2 separate regions of the Anas platyrhynchos genome follow, and region 1 is linked to region 2. Evidence: chromatin contacts called from public Hi-C data. All regions are on one chromosome and are shown on one strand. Each heading gives the region's core, a stretch centred on a gene start, on an enhancer-like site or on the middle of the called end of the contact. The rest is flanking DNA. Distances are from core to core; before and after follow the strand shown. Region 1 holds the start of LOC101796809 (probable E3 ubiquitin-protein ligase HERC3). Region 2 overlaps LOC101794869 (probable E3 ubiquitin-protein ligase HERC3).

What was found. A called contact is a pair of places that touch in the nucleus more often than the background predicts.
Region 1: a Hi-C map of skeletal muscle shows a contact between it and region 2, with 5 times the contacts expected there. The contact joins the promoter of LOC101796809 here to the enhancer-like site in region 2. A contact is called at or near these places in 2 of 8 Hi-C or Micro-C datasets (liver and skeletal muscle).

Annotation. Positions count from the first base shown.
Region 1 is chr4:14,972,318-14,975,017 of IASCAAS_PekinDuck_T2T, forward strand. LOC101796809 (probable E3 ubiquitin-protein ligase HERC3) reads right to left here and starts at 1,397. Exons shown (of 23, transcript XM_038178627.2): 1 at 1,119-1,397; 2 at 382-514. The coding sequence starts at 1,212.
Region 2 is chr4:14,913,448-14,916,209 of IASCAAS_PekinDuck_T2T, forward strand. It overlaps LOC101794869 (probable E3 ubiquitin-protein ligase HERC3), which reads right to left. Exons shown (of 25, transcript XM_027455804.3): 23 at 1,302-1,485; 24 at 458-560. Among named protein-coding and RNA genes, the nearest start is that of PYURF, 42 kb to the right of the region's middle. Within about 2 kb of position 1,399, at least 3 of the 8 cell types and tissues checked have an H3K27ac peak or open chromatin away from gene starts, as enhancers often do.

The DNA of each region.
Region 1 (2,700 bases), core at 147-2,646, 59 kb after region 2:
GTGGTGAGGTTTAGGTGGGCCTGGGTCTTTCACACACAGCTTTCCTAAACCACGTGTAGTTCACCTGTCATTTGCAAACTGGTGTATCTATTTATCCTTACTGAGTTCTGAGAGGAACCTGTACTGTCAGTATCTCAAACAGCTCAGATCTTAGTGTTACCCTCGAGATCAGAGCATTTCTTGCTGGTTAAAAAAAAAAAAAAAAAAAAAAAAAAAAAAAAAAAAAAAGAGAGAAAGTTCTGAGTTTTAGAAATGCAAGTATTCTTGTTTCATTTTTGCAGTAAGAGCATGCCTAAGTTTCTTGACTGTTACCTTTAGGAAAAGGAGGCCATGTTCTATAACCATTGCAATGCATACTTTCACCCTGAGGAAGCTTCTTACCTTGGCTTAAAGCAGTCATCTGAAGATGCAGCCCAGTTTTTGGAAAGCTTCCCATCACAGGAGAAAAGGGGTGTATGTGTTTCATCGCAGTTTGGACATGTCGCCTTCTCCTTTCTCTGCAGCTGCACTTGTTCTACAGCACAGATAAAGACAGGCATGGCAGTCACACCAAGGAAGCAGGCACCTCAACCATCTCTGCTCCTCCCCCAGTATCTCCGTGTGCTACTGCTTTCACTGAGAGTTTCTGCTCCTTGGGAAGAAGAGCAACAAGCATAGGCAATAATTTCTCATGTCACTTGGGGCTTCAGTGTCCTATGCACTACTTTGTTGTCCTCCAGCCACTCCCCTGGCTGTCACTGGAAGACACCTCTCCATCTCTCAGATACAGGCTCTGAATACAATCCCTGACACGCCAGCAGAAGCACACGGATACTTTTGCACAGCCGTGGAGAGTATCCAAGGGAAAAAAAAAAAGGCACTTGCTGAGTTATCTGACTGCCCTAGATCCATCACACGCTTAGGCACAGGTTGCCTCGAAGCCAGATGTTTTGCAAGCAGCAAAATTCACACCTCGGCCATCCCACCGCCCACCCTTCTCACCTCCCCAGCTCAACCAACAGCATGCAGCCAGGCAGGGGCATCTCTCCCCATCACCCCCGTCTCCTCCCTGTCCCCTGGCTCCTGGCAGGGTCCCTGTCCCCCCACCCCCGGTACGCCGCCGGGTCCCCCCCCAGCACCTCCCGCTGCCGCCGGCTTCTGCTTTGCGCTGCGCTTCTGCTTCCCGGCCAGCTGCCGCCGCCGCTGCCGCTGCTTTGTCCTTCTCCCGGCCATACCGTGCCAGCAAGCAGCCCGCTACCGCTAGGCTGAGCCCCAGGCAGCTCCTTTATCCCTGCTCCCCGCCCCAGCCAGCCTCAGCTTTCGGGAAACGAAAGCGAAAGCGAAAACGAAAGCCGGGAGCCCCAGCAGCCAGGATGCTGCCGCCTGGAGGTGCTGAGCTGGGAAACGGGGATCTGCGCTCGAAAGGCTTTCCATTCTCACATGTCCTCTGCTGATGTCTGCTAAATCTCCCCCCCTGCCTCTAAAGGAGAGCACACGCAGGGCTACGTGACCGCCTTGTGCGATAAATGACGCCCGTGTTAGGGATCAGATGCATGGAAAGACATAAGAGCATCTTTATACCCAATACCTTTAACAGATGAACTAAATGCTTAAAAAAAATCATGCTGCTGAATGCTGAGCACAGCTGGGAGGATAGCAGGGTAAGGCGTGCTGTGAAAGTAGCACTAGGGACGTGATTTTACAGATTCTTACTGGCGTTGAGTGAAATGCTGCAGAAAAAAAAAAATACTGAGACAACAGAAGTGTTTAATGTGATACATTTAAATGAAGCAGAATGGAGTGAACAAAAAGGCACAGAAAGTCAATGTGGTGAAAAATAACAACAGGGTGGAGACGGAGAACACAGCCCTTTGACAGGGCTGGGGCAATGCTGTCCAGGGCAGGGCCCAGCCCAGGTCCTGCAGCACTCAGCATTAACCAGAGCAGTGCTGTGAGGCTTGGGACACCAAAGCACGAGCCGCAAAAGCACAGTCAAGTCCCTGTGCACCAACAGATGAGCTCATCTGTCCTCCAAAGAGAGCAAAGGAGCTCCAGACAAAGGCACAGGAATGTAGAGACTTGAGGGGAGGATATGAACAGAACAGTCACTAAAGCTCTTTCTTTCCTTTCAGAGCTACATCCATGAAGGTGAAAGTCACTCAGGGTACACACCGCAGTTCCCCATCGTACAAGTACCCCTGGGTCCTTGAGCAGAAGCAGTCCCACAGTTGGGTTTGCCTTTTGCCCACAGGGGAGCAAACAGCACTTGTCTTCCTAGCCTGTTGCCTGCAACACTACAGGGACCTCATCTCTTTCTGTGATACATAGGAAGGTCTTTTGACAATGAAATAGCAAGCTATGGCCTGTGAGGCCAAAGTATGGGCTGCAAATGGACACTAGAGGTCCCTCTGCACCAAAGCATGAGCTAACGAGTCCTCCCAAGGGAAGAAAGGTGCTCCAAGCAGAGGCACAGGAATCGCAGAATCATAAGGTTGGAAAAGATCTCTAAGACCATCAGTTCCAACCATTAACCTCGTACTGCCACGTCTACCACTAAACCATGCTTCTCAGTCCCTCTTTGGACATGCTCCAGCACCTCAATGTCTTTCTTGCAGTGAGGGGCCCAAAGCTGAACACAGGGTGAGGTGCAACCAAAAGCCAGAGCCAAGTACAGGGGGACAATCACTTCCCTGGGCCTGCTGGCCACGCTACTTCTGATAC
Region 2 (2,762 bases), core at 149-2,648:
CCAAGTAAGGGGACGGTGACTGCCAGCTCAGCAAAACTGCCACACGACACTCAACACTTCTTGGAGCTAGATTCTTTTAGGACACGTAAATCTGAATAATCCTTCAATAAAACAGCGCTTTCCTCAGCATGCCTCCATCTCTGTGCTTGACACCAAGCATTTCCAAACAGATTCACATTAGTGGGCACAAAATCAGGAAACAAAACCAGTCCGAAAATAAAAAGTGGCTCCTTTCAGTGCTTTCCCAGGTTGCCCTTGGGACACAATATTCCCTCAACATGATGCCCCAAGGGAGCAACAGCTGCCAGCTGTAGCAACAAACTCAGAGCCACCTGCCCTTAATACCATGTATTTCTCCTCCTCTCCCCTTTTATTGCCAAATAAAGTGACATCTTCCCCCCAGTGACATTGATTTGTCAATTTCAGATAACAGCCTGTACCACTGCAGAATACTTACAGAGAAATTTCTTCTTCTTTTCCAAGGAAAATGCATGAAACGTTTCCCAAAACATCCTCACAGTTGGGTGTGTCGCAGTGTAGTCTCCCTTGTAGACAGCACTCTATTAGAAAAACAAAAAGTCACAATTTCATCTAGCACTAAAAGCAAGGACTAAGTAGAAACACGACCTGATCTCTGCTAGTGTCTCAGACTGATGTCTGACAGCTAAGAAATGGAGTGTGGGATGTGCCATAGGCAACAGCATGGCTCAAAGACACAGAAAAGTGTTCGTGCTGCAGGTGCAAGGCCAGTATTTAGGCCTCCAGGTATGCAGCTAAGTAGAGGTGTAATGAGGACCCTGGTGTACCTGCTCACGGGCTGGACTCAGGGACAAGATCACGTGTTGTGCGCTGTGAGGCCCTTTCTACTGCTAAGGCTGAGACAAAACAAGTATTTGCTGATCTGCACGTATTATGAGAGGACACAGCTCTTGCATTCTGTCCAGACTTCCCTTTGAACACCTGGCTGTGTACTTTTTGCCCTTGTTAGTTTTACTGTAAATGAAGATCCTGATTTTGTCTCTTTCTTTCAATCTTAGGCTTCATCCCTATGAAAAAAAGACAGAAGTCCTCCTCCCCTCTTCTTTTTCATCCCCAATTTCCTCCATGAGCTTTATCAGTAGCAGGATAGTGACGTAAGAGAGTTAACTATTCACGTGAATGATTGCAAGATGCACAAGAAACATATAAAAACATCCGTAGCTTACTACACCTCTTGACCCAAGCTACTGCCCACCTCATGCAGCTGCCCAATCCTAGTACTTGTAAAACAGAAGAAAAACATGACAAGAGGGAAGCTTTACCTCCTCCAGTTCCTCCCAGTTGTAGTTACTGTTCCCGACTATCATGGCCCTGAGCTCTGTGGGCTGGAAGAGTTCCAGGACCTTCCCACCACATACTTTCAGGAAGCCAGTGGAAAAAGCTGTGTACCACTCATGGATGGAGAGGTTGAAGATGTAATTTACATAGGCTTCAACAAATTCTTCCCTAGGGCATTGAGAGAGAGCAGGTAAAGAAAAGCACTATTATTCATACGCCTGAGCGGCAGCACTGCCAGTTTTGCTGTTTCTGCCTGTAATATTTCTTGTAAATATGAGTCTTCCACGGGTTCACCCCACTGCCCACCTCCCACCGAGATGACTCACTGCAACAGGGACAAAGTCACCAGGGGACACGTACCGCTGCGTGTGTGCTCAACCAGTGCAGCAGTGGCAGTGCTGGAGGTCCCCAGCAGCCCAGGCTCTTCTGTGCTACGATAAAGCCACCCAGAAGCCCTGCATCCAGTTGGCCATATGGCCAGGAGGGAGACGGGGTGACAGGATTCACCAGGAAGGTGTAAGGAAGAGTCCTCTTCCCTGGGGAACCTGCTGCTCTGCTGAGGTTGAGTTACACGAGTAGCAGGAGTGGGAACCAAACCACACAGCAAGCAATCAGAAAGCCATCACTTCCAGAACAGAGAGCCTCCCAGAGCCCTAGCTAGGCACACTGTGTTGTGTTTTTTTTGGACGCCTGACCATAATGCACCAAACAATGCGGCAAACTGGGACATGAAACCAGTCTCTGGGTGGAGCAGTTGTTTTTTTGCCTCTGACCTTTAAGAGGTGCTCACACCTGAACTCAGAAGCTAAGCAGACCAGGGAAGCAATGGAATCCAATAACTCAATCACTAGCAGAGGGCACCAAAATTGAAAAAAACATTATGACCTTTTGGCGGAGAAATTCTCAGTGCATATGCTATGAAAAACAGTGAAGGCTAGGTGAGAAATTTAAAAACAAAAATAAGGCAGCAGACTGACAAATACAAAAACCTGGAATAAGAAATCATACAGCACAGGGGCATTTTCCAGTGCGCTTGTTTTATGGTCATTTTGCTGATAATCACGTGAGCATTACAGAAATCCAAGCTGATTAAGCACTTAACTGTTGCTTAATACCTCCTTGGCTGTTACGGTCACGAACTCTTTACCAAAACTCCAAAGAAGAAAGGGAAAACGCAAGCATTTCCTACTTGGTATTTTTCAGTCAAAGCAATCCTGTGAATTTCTTCAGTTAACAGTGAACCTTCCCTCGAGTAGGAAGGACGATGCCCACAGACATGCACACAGCACGCTCCTGAGGCCAGCAGGGCAGCAATTTGGTCCCTGACCTCTAAACACAGCAGCGGAGGAAGTCATTAAGCACTGTAAGGTGGATGAATTGACAGCCACGTCTAGACTTGGATTTAGAGGTTAGCTTGAGTTCAAAACTCTGGTCAAGACAAAGCC